Linked DNA regions of Hordeum vulgare: region 2 is linked to region 1. The links are chromatin contacts, called in public Hi-C maps. All regions are on one chromosome and are shown on one strand. Each heading gives the region's core, a stretch centred on a gene start, on an enhancer-like site or on the middle of the called end of the contact. The rest is flanking DNA. Distances are from core to core; before and after follow the strand shown.

The links. Hi-C and Micro-C count contacts between places; a contact is called where the count stands out from the background.
Region 2: a contact with region 1 is called in a Hi-C map of leaf, with 7 times the contacts expected there. The contact joins the promoter of LOC123452368 here to the enhancer-like site in region 1. A contact is called at or near these places in 2 of 6 Hi-C or Micro-C datasets (leaf and seedling).

What each region holds. Positions count from the first base shown.
Region 1 is chr5H:286,262,842-286,269,626 of MorexV3_pseudomolecules_assembly, forward strand. No RefSeq gene overlaps it. Among protein-coding and RNA genes, the nearest start is that of LOC123395658, 210 kb to the right of the region's middle. Within about 2 kb of position 3,005, at least 3 of the 3 cell types and tissues checked have open chromatin away from gene starts, as enhancers often do. A contact at or near this core is called in leaf and seedling, where this site is marked.
Region 2 is chr5H:286,897,647-286,904,431 of MorexV3_pseudomolecules_assembly, forward strand. It overlaps LOC123452368 (signal recognition particle subunit SRP68), which reads right to left and starts at 2,524. Exons shown (of 13, transcript XM_045129020.1): 1 at 2,284-2,524; 2 at 2,131-2,197; 3 at 1,574-1,684; 4 at 915-1,104; 5 at 684-769; 6 at 319-511. The coding sequence starts at 2,389.

The DNA of each region.
Region 1 (6,785 bases), core at 1,755-4,254:
TGTTAGTCGATGAAACCGGTCTCTCATAAGCGTATGAGTAATGTTGGTCCGGGCCGCTTCAATCCAACAATACCATCGAATCGAGAATAGAATAAGGAGGGCAGAAAATCGAACATCAACGCCCACAAAAACTTTTGTGTTTTATTCGAGATTACATATACGCATCAACCTAGCTCTGATACCACTGTTGGGAAACATTGCATGGGAAAAAAATCCTACGCACACGAAGACCTATCATGGTGATGATCATCTACGAGAGGGAGATCGGATCCACATACCCTTGTAGATCGCTAAGTGGAAGCGTTAATAAATGCGGTTGATGTAGTGGTACGTCTTCATGATCCGTCCCACGAACCGTCCCACGATCCTTCCCACGAACCGTCTCGCGATCCGTCCCACGATCCGTTCCGATCAAGTGCCGAACGGACGACACCTCCGCGTCCCGCACACGTAAAGCTCGATGACGATATCCGCCTTCTTGATCCAGCAAGATATGGGGAAGTAGATGAGTTCTTCGAAAGCGTGACGGCGCACCGGTGATGGTGATGATCTATTCCTGCAGGGCTCCGCCCGAGATCCGCAGAAAACCGATCTAGAGGAAGAACTATGATCTAGAGGAGAGGGCGGCACGTGGCAAAGTTGTGTCTCAAAAGCCCTAAACCTCTAGTATTTATAGGAGGAGGGGAGAGGCAGCCTTGGCGCGCCAAGGAAGGCCTCCTTGGGTTGGCCGAAGCGGGGAAGGCAGGAGTCCTCCTCCAATCCCACTTGGATTAGGACTCCTTCCTTATTTTCCCACCTCTTTTGGATTTTACACTTTTTCCTCATGGGATTTCCTTGGATGACTTTGTCAGCCCATTATGCCTTATTGCGTATCCAATAAACCCATCTGGACCTCTTGGGGCGTAGTGGGCCCACCCAGTGGGCCTCCGGAACCCATTCGCCACTTCCGGTACACTGCCGATAATGCCCGAAAACCTTCCGGAATCCAAACACCAACTTCCTATATATCAATCTTCATTTCCGGACCATTCCGGAACTCCTCATGACGTCCGGGACTCCGAAGAAAACTTCGGTCACCAACACGTATAACTCAACTATACCAAAATGTCACCGAACCTTAAGTGTGCAGACCGTGCGGGTTTGAGAACTATGCAGACATGACCTGAGACACTCTCTGGTCAATAACCAACAACGGGACCTGGATGTCCATATTGGTTCCTACATATTCTACGAAGATCTCTATCGATTGAATCTCTATGTCAAGAATTCATATAATCCCGTATACTATTCCCTTTGTCCTTCGGTATGTTACTTGCGTGAGATTCGATCGTCGGTATCTCTTTACCTAGTTCAATCGTGTTACCGGCAAGTCTCTTTACTCGTTCCATAATACAAGATCCGGTAACTAACTCATTAGTCACGTTGCTTGCAAGGCTTATTGTGATGTTGTATTATCGAGTGGGCCCCGAGATACCTCTCTGTCACACGGAGTGACAAATCCTAGTCTTGATCCATGCCAACCCAACAAACACCTTTGGAGATACCTGTGGAGCACCTTTATAGTCACTCAGTTACGTTGCGACGTTTGATAACACACAAGGTATTCCTCCGGTGTCCGGAAGTTGCATGATCTCATGGTCATAGGAACAAATACATTGATATGCAGAAAATAGTAGCAATAAACTGACACGGTCATATACTACGTTTATAGTTTGGGTCTTGTCCACCACATCATTCTTCCAATGATGTGATGCCGTTATCAAGTGACAACACTTGTCTATGGCCACGAAACCTTGACCATCTTTGATCAACGAACTACTCAACTAGAGGCTCACTAGGGACAGTGTGTTCTCTATGTATCCGCACATGTATTTGAGTTCCCAATCAATACAATTCTAGCATGGATAATAAATGATTATTATGAACAAGAAAATATAATAATAACTAATTTATTATTACCGCTAGGGCATATTTTTAACAATAATATCTTAAGATTAACGAAGTCGTCACATACACATTCATAATCAACAAGAATGTTTTTCTTTCATTAAACACACATCGTCAAAAGAAATAAATAAATTGAAAAAAATGTGAGCACCAATGTCATATCAAAGACTTGAACACTTACAACATGAGATACCATTGTCTTTCTAACTATCCAATCATAAATTATTTTATGATGTGCATGTAATTTAGAAGCTGTGAATATGCTTAAAGGTAAAAAGAATTTAGGGCATCTTCAAAGGAGATCTGCAAAGGTTCAATAGTTGTTGTCCGCATCACTTTTACCAAATTTGTCATCAATTAGGATCTTTATCTATCCGTGAAGTGGTTTGGACGTTTTTTTTACAAGATTTTTTTTGATCAATTCATCAACTAAGAATGCAGTACATAGAATACTAGAAATAAAGTTTATATCTATGTCGATAGACCATCTAGCGACGACTATAGTTACTAAAGCAAACCGAAAGCGTGTTGCTGTCGTCGACCCTTCATCATTAGTTTTAGAAAAAAAACTTTGTTATAATAGACAGTTCAGAATGAAATCAAACTGGAGAGCTATACGGGTCCCAAATAACATTGGATATGGGTTTCTTTTATATGGCGTTCGTGAATCACGTCCAGACATAAAAAACGAATATTTAACGTGTGAGCTTCGAGTCATTTCATTGTCGACCTGTAATGCAAAATAGAAATCGGCGTCTCATTGTGAGCGCGGTTAGTAAAGCGATTCAGTTTTTGTTTTCGGATTCTGCTGAACTAGTATTCACCGAGCGTTGGAGTCGAGCCGTGGATGCTTCTCTTCTAACCCATAAGTCAGTACGTGGCACCGCCGAACAGACGGGTCGCCATCCTGGGATGAGGATCAGGACGCGCTTGCCCGTCTGGCGAGACCGACCGGCCACGCGAACCCCGCGGGGTTTGGCCTCACCTCACCTGGTCGACTAGCGGCCGCGCGTGCATACGCAGCTAGCGGCGCCGCTAAAAGGGCGCCGGCACGCGGACATGTACTCGCTGTCCCAGCCGCGTTCCCGCGAGCGCTGCCCACTGAGAAGGGGTGACTGTGCATGTATGTCTATAGAATAGAATATCGTCTTTGTCGTACTAGTAGTACTAGATCATCATCTTCATCTTGTTGATACGTCACGTAGCCGCTTAGGACCAAATGATGTGCTTTCTTCGACTGCTGGACAATCATTATCCTGAGTGTGTTCCATATCAAAATCAAGGAGTGCAGCGGCAGTGCAGACAATACGCTGTGCGTTTACACTGCCGATGCACGTGCTCCGACCACAAAAGGAAACTGCTGTCCTAAGAGGATCTCCAACACCAAGGCAACAGCCGTTTTTACGCGTGATCAGTCACTTGCTTCACCAAAGGCTGCCACACGCCAGCGTGCCGCTTTAGCAGGTAGTGTAAAATCAAGCACGTGTCCAACAAAAACAACCGATTTCCATGGCCGCGCCATGCTGGCCACGGTGTGGGGGAGGTGGTCTGTGGTGTCGTCTGAGGTCTTGGTTCGAGCTGTGCCCGCGCAGTGTGGGGTGGACAGAAGCCAGGTCCGCGTGGAGGTGACGCATCCGACGGACTTCTTCATCATCTTCGCGTCCACGGAGATCTGCGATCGTGTTTTTGCCCGCTTGGGCCGGTTCCGCTGTGGTGGCGAGCCGTGAGGTTCCATGGCATATGAGCGCGCTGGCCTCGAGTGTGACGCGGTCGGGCAGCTTCTAAACAATCTTGGGAGGCAACTGGTGGAAATCCTCCTATCAGATGACCGCTGGCAGCTCGATGTGACCGCGTGGCTGCGTAATCCCTCCGGCGTCTTCAAGCTGTACGATCTGAAGGTGCGAGAGCCGACATGGAGGCCAAACTCCGTGGACGAAGACCTTCCTTTCACGCCAGATGCCCCGACGCCTCCGACTGACCGGCGCACCCTCATCCATCACCTCACCATCCGTGTGCTGGATGTGGTGGATAAGAAGGTGCCTTTCATGAAGCTCCGCCTGGACTTCGAGCCCGACGACGATGAAGACCTGACTCGACGCCACGACTACTCTAGGAGCTGGTACCGGGGCGAATCGATGACACTGGACGCGGCAGCTGACCGTGCTCTGGTGGTCAACATTTCGGTAGACCGGACGGCCCCGGGATCGCCGGTGAGTGGGGAGGTGGGCAGAGGTTGAACGGCCTCTTCCTCCTGCTAGTGGGATTGCGTCTCCGTTCCTCCAGGGACCGGGCTCGGCGGCCAGGTCGGGCGCCACGGGCACGACCTCCGGCGCGGTGGTCTCTCGTGCGCTGACTCCGGCGTGCCCTCGTGGGCCGGCTTTGGCCTCGGTGAAGAGGTCGGGCGCCACGGTCGGGGCCTCCGCCACAATGATCACTCCTGCGCTGGCATGGTCGGTGTCGGAGACGGTCGTGGGCTCTGTGCCGGTGGCTCGACCCCTGCTGGGGGCTTGACCTTGCTATTGGTGCGGCCCACGCCTAGGCGGTTGTTCATGAGCCCGGGGCGCTCATCGGGTGAACCGCTGGTTCTAGGAACACCATCGCTTCCCCTTGGGTCGCGGTGGGTGTCGTGCTTCCCTTGTTCCATCCAGACGGGAGAGGACCCCCGGGTCGCCGTCTGCTAGGCGGTACCCCGAGGCACCCCTCGGCTTCGAGAGAGGATCGACCGCGGCCGTGAGCCCAACGTGATCTCCTCCTCGCACTCCGATCGCCTAGTCGCTCCTTCCGCATCAGCTGCTCCCTCCTACCGGTCCGCAACTCCCACTCTCGGCTACGGACTCGCTACTCGGGGGCTTGGAGTTGCCAGCTCCTACCTCCATCCTGGGTCAGAGGCGAGTCAAGTCAGTGCTGGTGAGGAAGAAGCGTGAACTGCCACCTGGTTTTGCTCCTAGGCAAAGTGAGCGCATGTGCAAGATCGGATGTGGGCGCGTCTTGGGTCGGTGGAGCGGGCGAGACTGTGCTGGTGTGCAAGATGGGAGTTATTCAGCCGGAAGAGTGACTCTCAGAACATGCGTTGACTAAGTATCTCATGCTATTCGACAAACCGCTCGCCCCCCATCATGGCAAGGCCGCCACGGTGCTATTTGTGCAAGCAGAGGATCTGTTCGTTGAGCCGGACCATGCTGGCCAGGGCGCTCTCTTGCTGCCGGATCAGGCGGAGCCTTGCGGGGCTTGACTTTTGGCGTCTGCTTCCTGAGGGTGCTTTGTGAGTTCTCCATGTCGTTACACTTGCTAGTATGGAATGCCCGAGGTCTTAATAACCCGGCTAGGTGGAGTTCGCTCAAGTTGTTTGTGCAACCCTATGATGTCTCATGTGTGTGTGCAAGAATCTAATTAGCTTCAGTGGATCCGCTTCTGATCAGCCAGTGTCTTGGTCCTGCCTTTGATGGGTTTGATTTTCTGCCGCCCGATGGTACGAGAGGTGGAATTCTTTTGGCATGGCGCTCCGACATATTGTGTTGGTTGTTCGTACACAAATGGGAATTCTCCATTACCGGCAGGGTGACCTCCTTGAGCGATGGCAAGACCTGGAGCGTTACATCTGTCTATGGACCACAGGGCCGGGCTGAGAAGCTGCGCTATCTGGAGGAGCTGGTCGCTTTGGGCAGTCTGGAGCTTTCGCCTTGGATCATTTCTGGAGACTTCAATATCATGATAAATGTGGAGGAAAGAAGGAGTGGCCGAGCCAACTGTGGGGTTAAAACAAGTTCACGCATACTATCAATGTGTTGGGTGTGCTGGACATGCCGTTGAGGGGCTGGAAGTATACTTGATGTAATGAGAGGCGGAACCCCATTTTGGCTAGGTCGGACAGGGTATTTTGTTGGGGAACTTCGCATGGGAAACAAAAAATTTCCTACACGCACGAAGACCTATCATGGTGATGTCCATCTACGAGAGAGGATGAGTGATCTACGTACCCTTGTAGACCATACAGCAGAAGCGTTAGTGAACGCGGTTGATGTAGTGGAACGTCCTCACGTCCCTCGATCCGCCCCGCGAACAATCCCGCGATCAGTCCCACGATCTAGTACCGAACGGACGGCACCTCCGCGTTCAGCACACGTACAGCTCGACGATGATCTCGGCCTTCTTGATCCAGCAAGAGAGACGGAGAGGTAGAAGAGTTCTCCGGCAGCGTGACGGCACTCCGGAGGTTGGTGATGACCTTGTCTCAGCAGGGCTCCGCCCGAGCTCCGCAGAAACGCGATCTAGAGGAAAAACCGTGGAGGTATGTGGTCGGGCTGCCGTGGAAAAATCGTCTCAAATCAGCCCTAAAACCTCCGTATATATAGGTGGGAGGGAGGGGACCTTGCCTTGGAGCTCAAGGAGCCCCAAGGGGGTCGGCCGAGTCCAAGGGGGGAGGACTCCCCCCCCCAAACCGAGTTGGACTTGTTTGGTGGGAGGGAGTCCCCCTTCCTTCCCACCTCCTCCCTTTTTTTTCTTTTCTCTTGATTTTCTCTTCTTGGTGCATAGAGCCCTTTTGGGCTGTCCCACCAGCCCACTAAGGGCTGGTGTGCCACCCTCAAGGCCTATGGGCTTCCCCGGGGTGGGTTCCCCCCCCCCCCCCGGGTGAACTCCCGGAACCCATTCGTCATTCCCGGTACATTCCCGGTAACTCCGAAAACCTTCCGGTAATCAAATGAGGTCATCCTACATATCAATCTTCATTTCCGGAATATTCCGGAAACCCTCATGACGTCCGTGATCTCATCCGGGACTCCAAACAACATTCGGTAACCAACCATATAACTCAAATACGCATAAAACAACGTCGAACC
Region 2 (6,785 bases), core at 1,274-3,773, 630 kb after region 1:
ACATAGGGCGTTCTGATCACTTCAGTACGTTTCAGCACCAGCCATAGCTGCTACAGCAGAACTACTGAACGACTGCACCTCAGCTCCAACCTTCCAGCCACAGCTAGCAGCTATAGCTGCTGCTTCCAGCCGGAGCCATTGCAGCTGCAGCCGAAGAAGTTGCAGCCCAAACAAACACACCCTTAGAACCGCGATGAACAACTTATAGCTTTTCGGGCCCAAGTCTGCACTTTTCAAGTTTTAGGGCTAACTTGACACCCCTCGAATAGTTTTAGGACCTCTTATGCTTTCCACTTTAGTTTTAAGAAAAGAAAATACCTCAATCTTAGCTTTAAAAAGGTCATAAGCAGGCCCCTCCTTTTCCATATCTAGGAGCTCATGTTCTTGCAGAGCAGATCCACCAAGTTTGCGTGAACAGAATCCAATCATAGGCTCCACTTCCTCAATGCGTTGACGGCATAAAAGTTGATTTTCTATACTGCCATACTTTCCAAGCTCCTCATATACAGTCCTGTAAAAATAATGCATTTCAATCACCAAGTTCTAAAATACTCATAAGGGGACCAAGTATCATGATAGATCCGAGCATCAAGGCACGACAATAAGGGGGTGATCCACATAAGGAATAATACCACACAGCATAGAGACAAAACTTCAATTAATCGAGCATCATTTCGACAAACCTGGTATTCTTGAAATTCAACATTGCTGCCTCTATGTTCTTCTCTTGCTCAAAAAGCAAAGTTCCTTTCATATATGAAGCATATGCCTACAAAAGATAATTAATTTAGGTGGTTCAAAAAATACTTTTCTTATAGGACAACTATATCAGGTCAACATAGTGAGGTTTCTGTTTTGTACTTAAAAAGGATTGTCAACTGAGCACTAAATCAAACAAGAGATAAGAAACACACCTCGGCTTCCAAAGATGTCCTGGAATCTCCTTTTATAGAACATAACTGTGAGAAAAGTGCTGCCCATTTGACTGCCTTCCTAAATCGACCCAACATGTAGATACGCTGCGGTGCATTTGGACCAGCAGTTTTCTTTTCCATAGCATGACTCCATGCTCTCTCAGCCATATAAAATACCACATGTAGAAACCTACACTCATGTGTTCAAATTGCTTCAGGCGTAACCAAGTCTAACAGTTACATACAAAATTGTACTGGAAAATCGCTCACTAAATTGTTAAACCATTTGCTTAAGTTCCCCGATAGTTGTCGCATACTGATTACATGCACTACAAAAGTGTTCATCAACAACAAAAAATGCTAGGGTAAGGAATCAACGATATTGATAAATTACTAATGAATATCACAGGCATGTAGAACACAACTACCAAATGGTGGCTAAAATCTTCGTAACTGATAGTAATCATATGCTCAACAGTAAACAAAGGAAATCACATTGTTGGTTACTTGGTTTTAAATATTGACAATAATAGTTAACATGCCAAATCCAAACAGACCATCTAAATTGACAAAACTACCAAAGTACTGTACTAACCTAAGTGAAGTATGGACAAAGGCAGCAGGCATATGGTAGATTATCAGGAGAAAAAACAACACACCTCACATCAGTCACTGTTGACTCTGTTATATTCCTCCGGGTATATTTACCACGGCCATGCAAAAACTTCAGAGACTTGTAGAGCCTTCTCAGACGCGCAGTACAGTATCTCCTGCAAATAATCCTAAATCCTTCAGACAAAGAGCATACAAAAAATCACAGCAACACCATACTACTAAGTTATAAGCAAAAGAAAGGTATTTGGGTAAACAAGACATGCAACATCTGAGAGGACAAAACTTCCCCCTGATGTACCAGCAACAGAGAAAACGGAGCAAGCATAATGTGTAAAAAGATACTAACTTTCTTTAGACCAGATTACATGTATGAATTCTATTAGACTACAGAACAAGTTCGAAGCAGGGTTTCCATGGGAAATTTGGGGTATGGGGAACAATTGGATGAAAGCATTCCATCACAAGTCACATATCTACTAAGTTATACACGCGTGAAACCGCGAGGCGAGAATCACGGTAGCACGGCACAGTTGAGAAGACGAGCAGGCAGCAGATCTGGGTGGGCGTCAAGTGGGGTGGGATCGGGATTCGGGACGCGCACCTGTAACGCGTGTAGTCGCCGTGGCGAAGGCCGTGCTGCATCTGCGCCTCCCTCATGAGTTCCAACACTGCGCGGAGGAAGGGGGGCGGGATCAGGAGACGCGAGGGGGGAGATTGGGACTGTGGAGAGGGTAGGGAAAGGGGAGAAGCTCACCATTGATGGAGAACCTGACCGGATTCTTCTCCTCGGCCGCGGATGCGGAGTCAACATCCATATCCGACGGCGTCGGCGGCGGCGGCTGGTTGGCGAGCTTCGACATGGCGGCGGGTATGCCTCCGCCCGGCGAGCGAACCTGTCAGATGGTTGCGACGAAACGAGAAGCAGAGTTCGCGTGGCCTCTCTGGATGCGTAAATATTTGATAACTTTGCTCGTTTTGTGGGGAAAAAAAAACTTGTTTCCAAAACTTGTTTTTCTCTTCTCACTTGTTTTGCATCAAATCCTTTGTTGCAATGGTCGAACACTCTCCTATCTATATCTCCCCTAATAATGCGCGCAGCGCTTCTGTTGCACGTCGTCGGTCATTTTGCATAAAAGCCCTCGCGGTTTCAGGTAATTAACCCGCAGTCCAATTTTAAGTCAGAACGGACCGGTTTTTTTGTCATTTTGCAGAAAAGTCCTCACAATTTTAGATAATCAACCCGCGGTCATCTTTTAGTCACACCCGAACCGTTTTTTTTTCATTTTTCAAAAAATCCCTGATGTTTCAGGTAATCAACCCGTCGTCCTTATTTAAGTCAGCCAAAATGTTTTTTATTTTAACAAAAAAAACCTGACTTTTTAGTTAATCAATCCATATTTTATCTAAAACAAAATTATTCATATCTTTTAAACCGTAACTCCGATTTTAACATGTTATATATGAAATTTGATTGAAAAAATGTGTAGAATCTAAATAGGATGTTATTTTTAACTGTTGAATACTTCTTAAATATTATTTTTGGTGCAAACTTAATCTGTAGTGCACGGTCCTTTTTTTCCTCTCTTTCCGGCGACCATACGAATTACAATAAATATCCATTAAATTAAAATCAAATTGACAGGAAAGAAAACATCGTTAATCACACATGCACACCTTTGAAAAATCTCGTGGGAAGAAACAACATATTTCTCATCTTATTCCGAGTGATTGTACATTTAAACACGTTTTCGTTGTGTGAGCACTCAGGCCATCGTCGACAACACAAATGTGATGCCATGTGAAAATATATTGTGTTCAAAGCGTGTGTTATTTTCTCTTTCGTTGCAACGCACGGTTTTTTTTGCTAGTACCTAATAATAAAGCGGCTATTGCTTCCGTCGAAAAACCCACCACGACATTTACAAAAAAGCCCCCGACGTTTCCTAAAATCTACCCGCAGTCCGGATTTAAGTCAAAGAACGAGTCGTTTTTTACATTTTACACAAACCACCCTATATTTAATCCAAACTAACCCGCAGTCCAGGGGCCTCTTTCTTCAATCTCCACCAACTCCCCTTGCCGAACCCCAGCTCGCCAAGCCAACCAGCAGCCATGCCGGCGGCGGTCACCTGCTCCGTCAAGTGCCGCCCCCACCACCGCCTCTCGACGCCGCAGCTCCCCGCCGCGCTCGAGCTCCTTCCCCGCGGCGCCCCGGCCTTCGCCGACGAGCTGCAGGCGACCCGGTGCCGGACCCCACCCTCCCTCTCCTTCGCGCGCGCCTCCGGCCAAGGGGGAGCCCTCCCGTGCCCCTGCCGAAGCCCGCCGTCCGCGAGACGGGCCCGCGCCGCCGTGGCGGGGCGCGAGGAAGCCGGCCCCGCCGCTCCCATGGCCGCGGCCGCCGTGCTCGCCGGCGCGCAGTCGCGGCACGCCATCTTCCGTGAGGAGCTCGTGAGGAGAGCCTACTACACGGCCGATCAGGCCCACCGCGGGCACTCGAGCCAGCCCGCGGCTACAGGTTCTGGTCTCCTCTGAAGTTCAGCTAGCACTGAATTGGAGAATAGCACACAACTACTTGAGGATGTCGATAAGAGTGGCTACTGAAGCAGCCCCCGCCGGCGCCACTAGGCTGCTTGCTGCTCGCGCTGTCTCCGCGCGCGCCATAGCTGCACAGCCCGCCGTCCTTCTCGGGACGCTGAGAATATCCGTGGCATGCGACGTCTAGACTCTAGACGATCTGCGACACTCTGCGTCAAGGAGATCGATGAAGCAGTTTGCATTGACGAGATCACCCGGTATTCTAGGTGGCCGGTACGCTGTCCTCCGATTCAAAGTGTCAACTGAAATTTGGATAGTACGTGTATATGCATCAGGGCCGGTTTGGTCTTTTCCAATGATTATAAATGTTAAAGGAAAATGAAAATCAAAAGTAGGAGGAAAGTGGCATGATAATCAAGGAGTCAACGAGCTGAGTGGCAAATGTGCGAAGCCAATCTTGAAAATGACAATTTTAAGAACCCATATATTGGAAGTGGCAAATTTCCAATTTCTCCTCGGTAATTGGTGCAGATTGCGGTTTTGATATTTTCTCGGGAAAGCTAGCTACTATTGTTTGCTATTTTGTTAGTCCAACAACGATTCCACAAAAAAGAAAATCCGAGTAAACTTCCATCAGTTAATGAGTCTTAGTTTTGCTCTGTTACAGTTCTGTTTTACTTTTATGGTTACAACTGAACTAGAGGATTTGATTCACACTTTAGTTAATGCAGATGAGATGACAAGGTTGACTGCATGAGTTTTTCTCATTACAGTGATGTGGTCCTTTGTTAAAGGATTCAATGCATCTCGATAAATTCTAAGCTATACTGTATTTTTGATGTTCCTAGATACCCAAGCAAGGGAGACAAAGATAATGGATGGAGTAAGAAGAAGAAAAGTGAGTTAAACATGAACAAAAATATGTAATGCTATCTGACATGCACAAGGATCCTAAGGGTACATATTTGACATGTTCGATAATACTGCACCACCCGATTCTCAGGCCTTGCATTCTCCCGTTGCAACGCACGGGCTCTTTTGCTAGTGAATCATAAAATGCTTCATTCGGTCTACCGTCAAGTCAAATGCAACCTATAAACAATCATCATGTTATGCTCGCTTGCTTTACATCATATCTTTATTGTAATGATCGAACTATGTAATGTCAATCGCAAACTGCTCCGTCTGACCTATTGCCGCATCCTTTGCAACATGCATCATTTTGTGCTCGCTTGCTTTGCAATTGGTGCCAAGTTGCAAAGGGTGGAGATGTTTGCAAGCCGTTCAATCAAAAATAGATCTAACGGTTGTCGATGCGCGTAACATATAAATGAGCGCAAGTCTTTTCCTATATTTTGTGCATTTGAAGAAACTAATTTGGTTATTGTAGATGTTGATACATCTCTCTGTGAACTTGACAAACGTAAAAACTTAGGCATTGAACCGAGCTAAATTTTTGGTTACTTAGATGATGTGAGTATGTCTAAATCACAATCAAGCAAACATGTCAAAGTACACTAGACATCGAGAGTTTAACACTAGCAGTAGCCCATCGATAAGGTCGAGTGGTCTTGCGATGACATGACACGGGTTCGATAATAAGTATGGTGGCATCAACCGCTAAATATAGGTGACCAACCATCATCAACAAAGCTCTAATGGTTGCCTTCTCTCAGAAGCATAGTACGTCCATGAATTTTTATTGTTAATGCAAGTCATTCTCAAAGGAAGAATTGTAATTAAATATTGTTGAATGGACAATTGTTAAATTATAGGTGAAAAATCTAAACCATTTTAGTCTTATACTCTTGTGGTCAAGAGTGCATGGCTAGATAGCACTAAAGTAAACATTTTGAAACATATGGTGTTGGCTCATTGGCTCACCTTGTCAAAAGATCCACATTATAGCTATAGCGAGTCATGATTTTCCTTTTTGTCGCATGTCGGTCTCGTGTTCTTATATGCATGTCTGCGCAAAGTGAATAATGACTTCACTATGTTAGTTGAAAGGATTTATGATGTAAATTAGAAAGGGTGCGTAGGCAGCTACAACTTTTTAGCTCTCTTCATTAAGAAGTTTACAACCCTAGTCTATATTTGACACGATGGAAGCGATTGCATACTATTAGCTTTGATTATCAATTTAGCCACACTCGAAAACAAATACATGTGTGAAGGACTTATGAGTGGTTATGACAATTTGTAAACTGAACAATTTGTGTTGCAGTAAAAGTAACAAAGCAGTAAATATCAAGCAATTGTCAAGTATCTAGTATCTTAGATAGAAAAGGTGGTTTTGAGAAAACGTAGGTATGAGGATGGATATTCCATGTTGCTGTTGGACTTATGCCCTAGAGGCAATAATAAATTAGTTATTATTATTTTTTCTTGTTCATGATAATCGTTATTCATGCTAGAATTGTATTGATTGGAAACTAAAATACATGTGTGGATACATAGACAACACACTGTCCCTGGTGAGTCTCTGAAGGACTAGCTCGTTGAACAAAGATGGTCAAGGTTTCCTCGCCATAGACATGAGATGACGTTTGATAACGGGATCACATCATTAGGAGAATGATGTGATGGACAAGACCCAAAATATGAACGTAGCATATGATCGTGTCACTTTATTGCTATTGTTTTCTGCATGTCAAGTATCTGCTTCTATGACCATGAGATCATGCAACTCCCGGGCACCGGAGGAATGCCTTGTGTGTA